3 separate regions of the Zea mays genome follow, and regions 2 and 3 are each linked to region 1. Evidence: chromatin contacts called from public Hi-C data. All regions are on one chromosome and are shown on one strand. The core of a region is the stretch at or near the end of the contact, and the rest is flanking DNA. Distances in the headings are between cores, read along the strand shown. Region 1 holds the start of LOC103632778 (putative leucine-rich repeat receptor-like serine/threonine-protein kinase At2g24130). Region 2 holds the start of LOC100191895 (Eukaryotic aspartyl protease family protein). Region 3 holds the start of LOC100286100 (tsi1-interacting protein TSIP1).

Region 1 (4,644 bases), core at 481-2,980:
TGAACTTGTTTAGTTTCGTGTTTCTCTAGTTTGATCTATGGGATCTATGTCTTGGGTCTGATATGTGCTGTTTCTGGGCTGCTTCTGGCAGTTTGGTTCGTGCAAGTTTAGTTCTGTCGTAGCTGATAGTAATGTATCTTATCGACTTTTAAATTCTGGTTGGCTCTTGGTTCTTGTAAGAACTTGTGTATCTTTCTATTTCGTAATGAAATAGGGGGTTATCCCCTCTGTCAAAAAAACAAACATTTATATTATAGATTCAGATTATATAATCTAAAGTTCATATTATGATAATCTCATAATCTTCTCAAGAGTAGCTTATCTGAGATTATATTTGGCAAAAGGTCAGAACTATAAGGAATGATGTGGTGATTGATCAACTCATTTCATTCCACAAACCAAACAAAAAGTGAGGAGTGAGAAGATGATGTACTAGTTTTTCTCAAATCAAACACCCTATAAGTGCTGAATCCCCACCTCTCCTCGGCTCAACATACTTTAGAGACGTCTTGGATGGTCTGTCGATTCCAAGACAACCATAAGATCTGTTTTTCTCTCTTGATGGGATCCTTTCATGAGGGCAAGATCTAGTTTTTGCAGGAGATTTACGAAACCCTATTCGCGTCTCGTGAATGGTCCGTTGCTCATATGCGGACGCGTCTCGTGAATGGTCCGTTGCTCATATGCGGACAGTCCACGCATCTGCAAGGAAGACCAAAGCGCTTTGCACAGTCGCGGACGGTCCATGCTTACGCAGAAAGGACCCCGCGCGCCGTGCATTTGGCCCTATGGTTTGTTTGGTGATTAGCTTAAAAGCCAGCCAATACATTCACTGTCAGCCTTAAAAAATGCCATGCAAATAGGTAGAAAAATTTTCTCAACACACGTAGCATCCTTCTGAATATTCAACTCGAACTTTGAATATACAAGAGAAACCGAAAATACAGATTTGAATGCTTATTATTATCCTCTCCCGATTCCCTGAAAAATATCTCTCTGTTTTTTTGTTTCCTCCGGCAAATGTCATTGTTTGAAGTGGAATTCAGTATGTTTGGATGCTTGATGCTATCATACTCATCGATGTTTTTTCTTCCAACTTTCATAACTTTACTAAGGCCCTGTTCCAATCTCGCGAGATAAACTTTAGCAGCTTTTTTTAGCTACTTTTAGTCATTTGTAATCTAAACATGAGAGCTAATGGTGGTAATTGAAGCTAAACTTTAGCACTTCAATTCATATAGCTAAAGTTTAGTAGGAAGCTAAAGTTTATCCCGTGAGATTGAAACGGGGCCTAATTCGGTGTTTCAAATTCTTGGGGTTTCCTAAAAAAACTGTGGGTTTGTTTTATTTGCTAGCCGAGTTGTTAATTTCATTGTGTTCAACCAAACTGTTTTAGAGAAACAAATTATGTTGCGGTGTTGCCTAGGCCACTTAGGATTTGCTTAGCAGGCACCACTTCAGGGCCGTGCATGCGTTGACCTACTGGCATTCGCGCTGAGTGCGGCAGCAAACCTGAAACGAAGTGCACAGCCCTGTTGTCATCCTTCCCCACAATCTCCTGCGCTGTGCTCGCCGAGTCGCCGGAGCCTACCACCGCTGCCAAACCAGTCACTTTCGCCACCGTCGCTGTCTCATGGGCGCGGCCGCGCACACACACGCTCCCCGCCGTCCCCTCAACTGGCTCAGTGGCTCGCGCGCCCCCCAACCTACTCATCATGCACAAACCGGGTAGAAAAGACCTGCGTCGTGCGCCGCGCAATCATGGCATCGCGGACGACGTCTCCAGCGTCCACTAGGCCGTTCCAAGCTCCAACCAACGGAAGGCAGGGCATAGGCATAGCCATTCCACAACCATCCCCATCCCTGCAGACCTGTTGCAGCTTCCATGCTTCGCTCTCAACTCTCAAGCAGGTGCAGCTCACTCTGGTTGTTCGTCGCATAACAAGCTCGATCGAGCTAGACAGATGCCACTGTCATGTAGTAGTGGTTTAGGTGCAATCTAGCTAGCCAATAGGTCCGATCATCGCCATCCCCTGGTGGTTACTAGTACTGCACCGGTGCCATCCGACGAGGAGAGGATGAGGGCCCGCACGGCCATTCTCCTCCTGATGCTAATCCTTGTCGTCCTCTTCCTCGCCGCGTCGACGTCGGCCGGCGACGTACCGGGGCGGCAGAAGCGACAGGCCCTGCTGCAGGAGAAGGCGACTCTGCTGGCCCTGAAGCAGGGGCTCAGGCTGCCATCGGCAGCGGCCTTGGCGGACTGGAACGAGTCCAACGCCCACGTCTGCGGCTTCACCGGCGTCACCTGCGACTGGCGGCAAGGGCACGTTGTCGGGCTCTCTCTCGCCAACGTGGGCATCGCCGGCGCCATCCCACCGGTCATTGGCGAGCTCTCGCACCTCCGGATCCTCGACCTGTCCAACAACAAAATATCTGGCCAGGTACCGGCGTCCGTCGCCAACCTCACGCGGCTGGAGAGCCTCTTCTTGAACAACAACGATATCTCCGACACCATCCCTTCGATCTTCAGCAGCCTGTTACCACTCCGGATGCTCCGGAACGTCGACGTCTCCTACAACCTCATCTCCGGTGACATCCCGCTGGCCCTCGGCAGCCTGATTGGGGAGCAGCTCCAGAGCCTCAACGTCTCCGACAACAACATCTCCGGCGCCATTCCTCTGTCCATCGGCAACCTGACTCGCCTCGAGTACCTGTACATGCAGAACAACAACGTCTCTGGAGGGATCCCTCTGGCCATCTGCAACCTGACAAGCCTCCTGGAGCTTGAGATGTCCGGCAACCAGCTGACGGGGCAGATTCCAGCCGAGCTCTCCAACATCCGGGACCTTGGCGCGATTCACCTCCGCGGTAACCAACTCCACGGCGGAATACCGCCTTCCCTCTCCGAGCTGACGGCCATGTTCTATCTCGGGCTCGAGCAAAACGACCTGTCCGGGACCATCCCACCGGCTATCTTGCTGAACTGCACACAGTTGGCCCTCCTCGACGTCGGCGACAACAATCTTTCTGGCGAAATCCCCCGCGCCATCTCGAGCGCCCGCTGCCTGTTCGTCGTCATCAATCTCTACTCCAACAATCTGAACGGGACGCTTCCACGGTGGCTCGCCAACTGCACCCAACTGATGACGCTGGATGTGGAGAACAACTTGCTGGACGACGAGCTGCCCACAAGTATCATCTCGGGCAATCAGGAGCTCACGTACCTGCATTTGTCGAACAACCGTTTCCTGAGCCACGACAACAACAGCAACCTGGAGCCGTTCTTCGTCGCGCTGTCCAACTGCACGCTCTTACAGGAGGTGGAGGCCGGCGCTGTGGGGATGCGTGGGCAGCTGCCATGGCGGCTGGGATCGCTGCTCCCGATGAACACGGGGCACCTCAACCTGGAGCTGAACGCCATCGAGGGCCCAATCCCGGCGTCTATAGGGGACATTATCAACATGATGTGGTTGAACCTGTCGAGCAATTTGCTGAACGGGACGATCCCAACGTCCCTCTGCCGGCTAAAGAGACTGGAACGGCTCGTGCTGTCCAACAACGCCTTGACAGGCGAAATTCCGGCGTGCATTGGCGACGCCACGGGCCTCGGCGAGATAGATCTGTCGGGCAACGTGCTGTCAGGGGCCATCCCCAGCAGCATCAGGAGCCTTTCCGAGCTCCAGACTCTCACCCTGCAGAGAAACGAGCTGTCTGGCGCCATACCTTCAAGCCTCGGCCGGTGCACCGCTCTGCTGGTCATCGATCTCTCCTGCAACAGCTTGACCGGGGTGATACCAGAGGAGATCACCGGCATCGCCATGAAGACACTGAACCTGTCGCGCAATCAGCTTGGGGGCAAGCTGCCGGCCGGCCTCGGCAGCATGCAGCAAGTGGAAAAGATCGACCTGTCCTGGAACAACTTCAACGGCGAGATCCTGCCCAGGCTCGGGGAGTGCATTGCGTTGACGGTGCTCGACCTGTCACACAACTCGCTTGCCGGCGACCTCCCTCCGGAGCTCGGCGGCCTGAAGAACCTCGAGAGCCTCAACGTCTCGAACAACCACCTGAGCGGTGAGATCCCCACTAGCCTGACCGACTGTTACATGCTGAAATACCTCAACCTGTCATACAACGACTTCAGCGGCGTCGTCCCCACCACCGGCCCTTTCGTGAATTTCAGCTGCCTCTCCTACCTCGGCAACCGTCGCCTCTCTGGTCCGGTGCTGAGGCGTTGCAGAGAGCGCCACCGCTCGTGGTACCAGTCCAGGAAGTTCTTAGTTGTCTTGTGTGTCTGCTCAGCGGTTCTGGCGTTCGCGCTGACGATCCTCTGCGCCGTCAGCGTCCGTAAGATCCGCGAGCGGGTCGCGTCAATGCGGGAGGACATGTTCAGGGGTCGCCGCGGCGGCGGCTCGTCGCCGGTGATGAAGTACAAGTTCCCCCGGATTACGTACAGGGAGCTGGTCGAGGCCACCGACGAGTTCAGCGAAGACCGGCTCGTTGGGACGGGCAGCTACGGGCGGGTGTACCGTGGCGCGCTGCGCGACGGTACCATGGTCGCCGTGAAGGTGCTGCAGCTCCAGACGGGGAACTCGACCAAGAGCTTCAACCGCGAGTGCCAGGTCCTGAAGCGCATCCGGCACCGGA
Region 2 (4,954 bases), core at 1,521-4,020, 150 kb after region 1:
AGTGCTTAATAGAATCACTCGGTGATTAGCGTAGATGCTTTGCGAAGTGCTTAGGTTAGTTAGACCGCTTTAGCGCTTGCTCTAGGTGAATCCTAGTTAGTTGAGTGAGTTTAGAAAAACCACACAACCCCTCGGCTCTTGCGCGAGCCATTGTAATTGTACCGAGTGGGGTGAGAGTATTGCGAGACCATGACAACCGCATTTGTGTCACGGCCACCACCGTGTCCCGGAGGGAACGAGGCCCGCGGCGTTTTGGCCGGAAACTTGATAGTGGAGACGGCGGGGAGCGTTCGAGAGGAGCCGAAAGCGGAGCACCACTTGTGCATGGAGAAGGCCCGCGGCTCTCTACGGAGTTACTCGACCATGGTGCTTGGCCCTCGTGTGGGCTTCCCTTTACGTAGGGGCACCAACGATGATTAGTTGGGACCTTGCGTGGTTCCGGATACCTCGGTAAACATACCGGCATCATCCACGAGAGTTTGCATCTCTACTCTGCTCTTTAGCTTCCGTATTTATATTAAGCAAAGTTTCAATCTTGTTTTTATACTTAGATTGTTTAGGATTGAAACTTAGACATTGCGGTAGAGATAGCAACACTTAGACAATGCTTAGTTTGCACATTCTAGTTTGATTATTTGCGTAGGTTTTGCTATAGGGATTTATTTGTGGCCTAGTTTAGAGAAAGTTTTAGAAGTCCTAATTGACCCCTCTTAGGCGTCACCTGTTTCCTTTAGTAGAATGTAAGTAACTCCGCCTATGTTGTCTCATCATATGTTGGCGCAGCATAGCCTGGTCCCAAATGTAGGTACGAGGAGGATGGTTGCGTCAGGCGTGACGAGCCAGCTATAAAAAAACTTAGCCACTCAAATGGAGATGAAATTCAATAGAAAACCGTTGGGGTGTAACCCTCTCAGCGACATGCCATATCGGAACTTGGGTATGGTTTTAAATGGGCAAGGGTCGTGTGTCGTGTCGTGATCTAGATGCGGCGTCAAGTGGGCAAGGATCGAGTCGTCGCTTCCTTAGTGGCGCGCTACATCAGGTGTAGTGACAAATGTGTAAGGGTCTTCGTATTTGTCTCAATAGGTGCGAGGGGTAAGGAAGCTAGTTGAGCAGACTATAATCCATGTAGGCAATTGGAACGTAGGGTCCCTTACAGGTAAGCTAAGAGAGTTACCTTGTACTTCAACGGGTACAAAGCAACAAAGATCAGTACAAGCTGTCTTCGCCCCGGGAGGGGTTGTTTATAATTGGAGAGGTACTTTGGTCGGGTACCTACAAGCTAAAGGACGAGAAAGACAGGACGCTCACCAACGTGTGGAATATCAAGCGACTACGACAATTCTACCCTTAACAAAGTCTCGACATTTGTAGCCATTCCTTTGTATTGTCCCCGACCCAGGGACGACGACCCCATGGATCGAGAAGCGGGGGCTGAGGAGAAGTCAATAACTTGACTGACCATCCTCAGAAAACACTGGATAACTTGTCCCTTGTCAAAACATTTACGTCCTTCCAATAGATATGGTCCCGCTAATACCTCTCCTTTTTTGTTTGCTCGACTAACGTAGGGCCACCCCCTCGGAACAAAAATCGAAGGGAACGAGAATCGAAGAAAATCGAAGCTGATAGTGATGATGGAGGGGTTGAAGATTACTACGATGACAATGTTTCGTCTATGGTCCTATCTTCCTTTCATTTTAAGAGCAAGGTTAATAATATAGCCTATAGCGAGTTTTATATTATTTTTATGCTATATATATAGCCAACTAAAAGTTTAGTTATATATAGAGAGAGCCATCGACATGATGCCACCTCTATAACATATTTGTATTTACCACCGGAATCAAGTACTCCAGGCGTGACTAAGCGACTAGTCCCGACGATCCCCCCATTACTCCGCCAGTTGCAACTTCACCAGGCGTGACTCCAGAGCATCACATGTGCTCGATCGAGGTCGTCTCGCTCTCGCCACGCACTGTTCGATCCGTTTGCTTGTTTGTTCGGAACCCAATTACTCCTACGCGCCGCGCGTATCAATCCTACTCCCAGTACTGCAGTGCAGTGCAACGCCACGGCCTGGGTCGTCTTCCTCCGCCTTCCTCTTGGCATCTTCTTCTCCGTGCTAGCTACAGTGTGCGCCGGACAAGGCTGCGTCGCTGACCACCACCCCCGCGCGCGCCTTGCCCTGCCGCAGACATTAATGCCACTTACGCCCGGTTTTCAATGCGTCCACCCACGCACTCTGATGACTAAACTCCTCCCCGCCTCTTTTTCCTCACCACAAGATACACGTCCCTCCTCCATGTCTACTGCTAGTACGTTTTTTTTTGGACGATCTACTGCTAGTACGTTGGTAGTAGTAGTGGTGGTAATAAAGAAACGTGTCAGCAGCGAGGGTCCGGCCGGCTCAGAGAGTCAGAGAGAGAAAACGGAGGTGTGCTAGGAGTGAGAGATCAGAGATGAGATGAGATGAGAGAGAAGGTCTGGGGAGCGTGCGTGTGTGTGCGCGCTGCGCTGTGAGCACTGTCTGGTGCTGCGGCCAAGCAAGAGGACATGCATGTGAAGCCCCCCCAATAATTCCTCTCCTCACCCACAGCCACAGGCCACAGCGAGAGCGAAGCGAGTACACCACCACACCCCACCCCCGACCCGACGGCCAGCCGCCAGCTGCTGCGCCTTTGTTCCCATGCGCCGCAACAAGCCTACCTCACCTATCACTTGCTCACGCCACCGAGAATCTTTCACCCTCCTCCTCCTCCCATCCTGACCTCTCTCTCTCTCTCCTCTTCTCCCTCCCTCCCGTGAGTGAGTGAGCTGGAGCCAAGCTAGCCGAGCGAGTGATGGCATGGGGAGCTTGCACTGCTGTGGCAGCTGCTCTCCTGCTGCTCCTCCTCCTCGCCGCCGCCGCAGCAGGTGGTAATGGCGGCGTGCATTGCCTTGACCTTGACCTTGAGGAGGGGAGGCGGCACCACCTGAGCAGGAGAGCCTTGCAAGGGAGGCAGAGGCGGCACCACCTGAGGTCGAGTAAGTTCCTTCCCTCATCACCCGCGTTCCGTCTCCCCGCCCCGTTTCTCCGGTGTTCTTGGATGGAAGAAGAGGAGGGTTGGGGCCGGGTGGGTGGGACACCAGAAAGATTCAGCTAGTCCGTCCCAACGTACGTACGCACATGCTTCTGTCCCCAACCAGCAGCAATGGCAATAATCTGCCTCTGTTCATAACCATAGATTGTTTTCTCTTCTCGGTGAAGCGTCACAGATTCTCCCTGCTCGCTTCCGTTCTGCAAATGGGTTGTATTTGGAAATCGTGCAAGCGCTAATAATGTCAGAAGAAGAAGGAGAGAAGAAGAAGAAAAGAGCTTAAATGGAAAGCAACACGCGCTCGTCTTGCCATGGAAATGGTAGGGCTGCAGGAGGAATGGCGATGCGATTTCCATGGTGTTTTTTCAGTTTTTCGGGGTCAGGGCTCTGCCACTGCCAGAAGTAGCACGTCCCAAGTACTTTTCAATGTGGATGGGTTACATAAACAACTATAAGAATAGTAAATTACTAAATTTCCATGTGGTGGGTGGTGACACCATCACAGATTTTTGAGCTGCTTGCTCAAGCGTAGAAAGAGTGAGAGAAAGGGGGAGAAAGAGAAGAGGTGTCCAGTCCGCTGACTCCCGGTTTGCTTGCGATGTTCAGGGGCGGTGGGTGGCGCCACGGTGCTCGAGCTGAGGCACCACAGCTTCAGCCCTGCGCCGGCCAACAGCAGGGAGGAGGAGGCGGACGCTCTCCTGTCCACCGACGCCGCGCGCGTCTCGTCGCTGCAAGGGCGCATAGAGCACTACCGGCTGACGACGACCAGCTCGTCGGCCGAGGTGGCGGTGACGGCGTCCAAGGCGCAGGTGCCCGTCAGCTCGGGCGCGAGGCTCCGGACGCTGAACTACGTGGCCACCGTGGGGCTGGGCGGCGGCGAGGCGACGGTGATCGTGGACACGGCCAGCGAGCTGACGTGGGTGCAGTGCGCGCCGTGCGAGTCGTGCCACGACCAGCAGGGCCCGCTGTTCGACCCGTCCTCGTCGCCGTCCTACGCCGCGGTGCCGTGCGACTCCCCCTCCTGCGACGCGCTGCAGCAGCAGCTGGCCACGGGCGCGGGCGCGGGCGCGCCGCCGTGCGACGCCGGGCGGCCGGCGGCCTGCAGCTACGCGCTCAGCTACCGCGACGGCTCCTACTCCCGCGGCGTGCTGGCGCACGACAGGCTGAGCCTGGCCGGGGAGGTCATCGACGGCTTCGTGTTCGGGTGCGGCACCAGCAACCAGGGCCCGCCGTTCGGCGGCACGTCGGGCCTCATGGGGCTCGGCCGCAGCCAGCTCTCGCTCGTGTCGCAGACCGTGGACCAGTTCGGCGGCGTGTTCTCCTACTGCCTCCCGCTCAGCAGGGAGTCCGACGCGTCGGGCTCGCTGGTGCTGGGCGACGACCCGTCGGCGTACCGCAACTCGACCCCGGTCGTGTACACCTCGATGGTGTCCAACTCCGACCCGCTGCTCCAGGGGCCCTTCTACCTGGTGAACCTGACCGGGATCACGGTCGGCGGCCAGGAGGTGGAGTCCACGGGCTTCTCGGCCAGGGCGATCGTCGACTCGGGCACCGTGATCACCAGCCTCGTGCCGTCGGTCTACAACGCCGTCAGGGCCGAGTTCATGAGCCAGCTCGCGGAGTACCCGCAGGCGCCAGGGTTCTCCATCCTCGACACCTGCTTCAACATGACCGGGCTCAAGGAAGTCCAGGTGCCCAGCCTGACTCTCGTGTTCGACGGCGGCGCGGAGGTGGAGGTGGACTCCGGCGGCGTGCTCTACTTCGTCAGCAGCGACTCCTCACAGGTGTGCCTGGCCGTGGCCTCCCTGAAATCCGAGGACGAGACCTCCATCATCGGCAACTACCAGCAGAAGAACCTGAGGGTCGTCTTCGAC
Region 3 (4,468 bases), core at 1,955-4,454, 230 kb after region 1:
GTCGTGCTCCCACACCCAAAAATATGAGAATAACAGGTGCTACGCGAAGGGAAGGGCAGGTCAAACAGGCTGGGAGAGTCTCTTACCAGAATCAGAGGCGACAAACACCCTATTCATAGCGCGAGGCGGATCCGTGGGGTCCCCGAACTCCGGTGACCAATTGTCCCCCCCATCGATGATCTTGTCAGGTGAGGCCACATCCACGTTTGGCGGGATCACGCAATGCTCCTGGACCACCTGCTGGGGTTGGAGGGTCGCCAATGGGGTAGATCGACGGTGGCGGCTTCATCTTCTCCCCCTGCTCCGATGAGGATGCTCTCTACCCTCGGTTTCTCGCCTATGATGGAAGGCTAGCTGATGGGAAGAGGGGTCGTAGGGGTTCACATTTTATAGTGCCACGGTGGAGAGATCCCAATCGCAATGGCCTCAGATTCTTAGTGAGTTATTTGCTCGTGGAGCTCGTCGCGATGAAGGGAAGCTGACATGTCGGTCCCACGCGGTAGTGATACGTGAGAGCGTGTGGATTTCGGAAAAAGAGGGGAGGCTGGTTGAGCGGGGGCCCGCAACAACGGCACCAGGATGAGTCCGCACCCGCACGCGCTTGTGCGTGAAGGTGTGTGAATGTCTAGTGGGGTCCTCCTGTAGGCACAGATGCGAGAAGCAGACGCCCACAGCTGATAGACTGGCGGAAGGGGCCCGCCGGTTGGTGCTAGTTTGCTCGTGGGCTGGTTATTGTGGAGATGAGTTGGGTCGAGCAGTGCCAGGAGGGTTGGGCCTGCCAGGTAAGAATTCGGCCCAAGCGCAGGTAAAGGCTTCGAACATACCTCCAGCTGAATATATGGATGCATTAGCATTCAACTAGTGTGAAAAATTGTGTTCTAAGAAACTTTATATGTACTTTATTGACACTATTGTGTTATGAAAAGCTTTATATATACTTGTATGACACGACCGTAACCTTCTAATTGATGTGTGCTGCACTTAAATTGTGGTTTTATATTTGCATATGTATGTATTTACGTGTTTTTGGACATCAAATTATTTGTGAATATTTGATTATTCATTGTGCAGCGTAATTTGAACAATTTATAAATATATCTTATCAATTTTTATTTTTTTTTTGAAAACTGGACGAATAGGTAGCGAAAAAAATCGCCCGAGAAACGGTGAATCCCGCTGAGAAATAGCGAAATCTGGTAGATTCAAATTCGAAAACGTAAATTCAAATTTGAAAACGTAAACCGAACAGAAAATACGAAATCCGAGCGAAATTCAGTTATTTTGCATTTTCGCCGTTCGGCGAAAAACGGGTAAAAAAACGAGAAGGCTAACCTGGTCGGCACCGGCCCGCCAACATATTTGGCTGACCTGTGCTGAGTGCGTGACGAGCGCTAGCGCTAGATTTCAGCCCTATCAGCGCGCGCGTGGTCCAATTTCATATCCATACCGTATCCAAACCCGAATTCATTCACAGGAGAAGACGCGTGGTCCACAAGTAGCGCTAGAAGATTGTGGTTGTGCTGATTTCGTCAATTTCAATTTATGCCGGCCAAGCAATTATATACACGTGACTATACACATTTATAGTCTATTTTTTTTGGAAGAAAAGAATAGGGATTTAAGGTTGACTTTAATTGCCAAAGCAACGAGAGAGAAGTAGCATGAAATTTAGGTTGGAGGGAGTATAAGCTTATCGTACATGCATGTACAACAGTCGAACGGGGACCAATTGACCAGTACTATTATTTTATTTATTTATTTATTTATTTATGCTTTTTGCCCTGTGATTCATGTCATGTACACTATCATCAAGATTGACGGCGGCCATGGAATCGAACGTTCAACGTGAAAGCAACCTTGGCTTCAGTTCGACCATAGCCATCACAAGTCACATGACCCACACTGTGTATGTTATTTATCAGATTTGCTGCTTTTTTTTTCTCTTTCATCCAAAAAGATACTCCGTTCTTTCTCTTTTAGCCTGCGGTCTTTTGGATGCCATGGCATGCGCCGCCGCACCCCATGGCTCGCATTGGCACCACGGTGATCGTCGCTGACAAATCACGGGCACGCGCGGCCTAGCTGGCCGTCACATCATTTAATTTGACAGTTGGGCAGCCTGTGTGTCACTGTCACTGTCTGTCATTGTGAGGAGGCGCATGGATCCGGTGGCCACCCGGTCCGCTCCGCTCCGCTGGGCGAACGAAAGAACCGGCGCCGGTGGACGCAAAAATGCAATGCAGAAGCAGACGAACAAGATAAGTCGACCCAACCCTTTCCGATCTCAACAGGAATAGACACCACAAGCCAACGATGAGCTACTCGCAGATGGCCGTTGGTCCAATAATTTACATTCAGATTCTAGTCATTAGAAGTTGTTGCGGACTACTAATCACTTAGCGTTTCAGTCTATTTATATAAAAACTGTTTTTGGTGAAAATCATCTAAATCAATATGAAGCAGAATCGGTCGAGTCGTCGTGATAGTAAGACGTCGTGATAGAACGGAGTTACATACCACCTATCAACCAATGCTATAGCTCTGTGAACCAATACAAAATGTTCTAACCAAACACGAAACAACGTAATTAATTTACTCCATGAATCGATAACGGACAAAAAGACCAAACCAAACCGCACGATAGTCTTAGTCGTTGCTGCGTGCAGCTGTTCTAAATTATAAAATATTTTAGCTTATAGTTTTTTTACTATACATATGTATATATATACATTACGTATAAAAAAGTGTTAAAATATCTTTGTAAAGGGACTAGGGCACTAGCACAGCCACAGCCACAGGCCCACAGCAGCAGAGCAGCTGATGCTCAAACTGCCTAAGGAACAGGACTGGTGTTAGGCTATCCGCACTCATATAACTCTAAATTTCTACTTTAAAAAAACATTCCGTCCTTGTCAGCAAACTTCTTTACTCTATACCATAAATCTCCGCAGCCATGTTTACGCTATATCTCAACCCTATACTAACTACCATATATTATATTCTTTTTTCAATTTTTTTTATACACACTATACCTATGCTGGACCCGCCTCACACCTGCAGCCGTCCCACAGTTGAGCGCTATATCTGGAGTTTGAGGCTGCCTCGGCATTGATGCAGTAGAGTGTAGCGTCGGTTGCTGCAGGCTGCGAGTGCACGCTAAAGGGTATAAGGGGATTTTACCGTCCATGAGTGCGGACAGCCTAGCGCGATCGATCGAACCAGTGGACCCAGTGGGAACAGGAGGCCCACGATACCCTGCCTCCTGCCGCCCCGCCTCTCTCCTACCCGAAGCGAAGCGCCGGAGGAGTCCCTCCGTGCGATGCAGACGCCGGCGGCGACCATCTGCGGGGCCCACGGGGCAGCCTTCACCCCATGCCCCCGTCGCCCCACCCCTCCTGGAAGCCTCCGGAAGCCTTTCACTGGCTCTTCTCGGCGGACTCCAAGGCGCCGGCTCCTCGCTCCCATGGCCTCCACCGTCGACTCACCCGGGAGCTCATCCGACTTCACCAAGCGTATAGAGCGCGCCTGGCTAATCTCCCAGGTCCCCCTCCCCCCTTCCCCCTAATCGCTCTACTTCCGGGATTTTTGTTTGTTTGTTTGTTCGATTGGCCCGTTATGCGACGTGTTTAGTTGTTGTCGTTTTAGGATTGTTCCGTAGTTGTGGGTGTAGGCGCGTGGCTAGGTTTTTTTTCCCTTTGTGTAAGGTGTATGCTTCAACAGTGAACACCGTATCAGAGTTTGGGGCTTCGGACTTGTATGTCAAATGGGATTTCTGTGGCGATTTCGCGCGATGATCAACTGAATTCAATACCCTAATCTGGAAAATTTCAGTTAGAGATGACAAAATGCTGTTACCATGATGATTCAATGTCCAAACATCCATTCCAGCGCCACAGGTAGAAGATACCAGAAACAGTATCTACTCCTATAAAACACCAATTTTTCTGGTTCCTACTATCGCCCCTTTTGCAAAAGAGTCATTATACTTCTTTCTAATCTAACATGTGGTCATCTACGGAGATTCCCCTCATCTCTTGCGCCCAACTAACATGACTCCCCTGCATCTAACTTACTCACGCGGGGACGACGTTCCTCGACGACAGGCAAGGCCTATATGGCGGGTCGTGCACCGGTTGGGTGGGCCCTGGTACGCATATTCCTCTCCCTGTCTCTTTCTCGACGATGGGTGAGGCCTATACGGCAGGTCGGGCACGACGTTCCTCGGCGATGGGCTAACTTTTGGTGAGGTTGGTTTTGGTACAAATTAAATAGTTGATCCTAAGGTGGCTATCTACTCAATGTTTCAGTCAAAAAAGTATATACAATTTACAGTGTTAATCATGCATAATATAACAATAATAAGATTGTGTGTTGTCGCAATGCACGGACATTGTACTAGTATATGTAGATGTTGGACTCATAATCCAGTACAAGTCACTGTTGGTTCAAATGGCCCCATAGCATTGAG

What was found. A called contact is a pair of places that touch in the nucleus more often than the background predicts.
Region 2: a Hi-C map of ear shows a contact between it and region 1, with 2.8 times the contacts expected there. The contact joins the promoter of LOC100191895 here to the promoter of LOC103632778 in region 1. A contact is called at or near these places in 3 of 25 Hi-C or Micro-C datasets (ear and tassel).
Region 3: a contact with region 1 is called in a Hi-C map of ear, with 2.1 times the contacts expected there. The contact joins the promoter of LOC100286100 here to the promoter of LOC103632778 in region 1. A contact is called at or near these places in 2 of 25 Hi-C or Micro-C datasets (ear and tassel).

What each region holds. Positions count from the first base shown.
Region 1 is chr7:122,702,993-122,707,636 of Zm-B73-REFERENCE-NAM-5.0, forward strand. It overlaps LOC103632778 (putative leucine-rich repeat receptor-like serine/threonine-protein kinase At2g24130), which reads left to right and starts at 1,731. Exons shown (of 2, transcript XM_008654511.2): 1 at 1,731-4,644. The coding sequence starts at 2,079.
Region 2 is chr7:122,847,280-122,852,233 of Zm-B73-REFERENCE-NAM-5.0, forward strand. LOC100191895 (Eukaryotic aspartyl protease family protein) reads left to right here and starts at 2,771. Exons shown (of 2, transcript NM_001137319.1): 1 at 2,771-3,027; 2 at 3,687-4,954. The coding sequence starts at 2,844. It overlaps LOC111589721 (a long non-coding RNA gene), which reads left to right and starts at 3,039. Exons shown (of 2, transcript XR_002748809.1): 1 at 3,039-3,157; 2 at 3,251-3,553.
Region 3 is chr7:122,934,518-122,938,985 of Zm-B73-REFERENCE-NAM-5.0, forward strand. It overlaps LOC100286100 (tsi1-interacting protein TSIP1), which reads left to right and starts at 3,205. Exons shown (of 3, transcript NM_001158988.2): 1 at 3,205-3,541. The coding sequence starts at 3,320. LOC111589723 (a long non-coding RNA gene) reads right to left here. Exons shown (of 2, transcript XR_002748811.2): 2 at 4,333-4,468.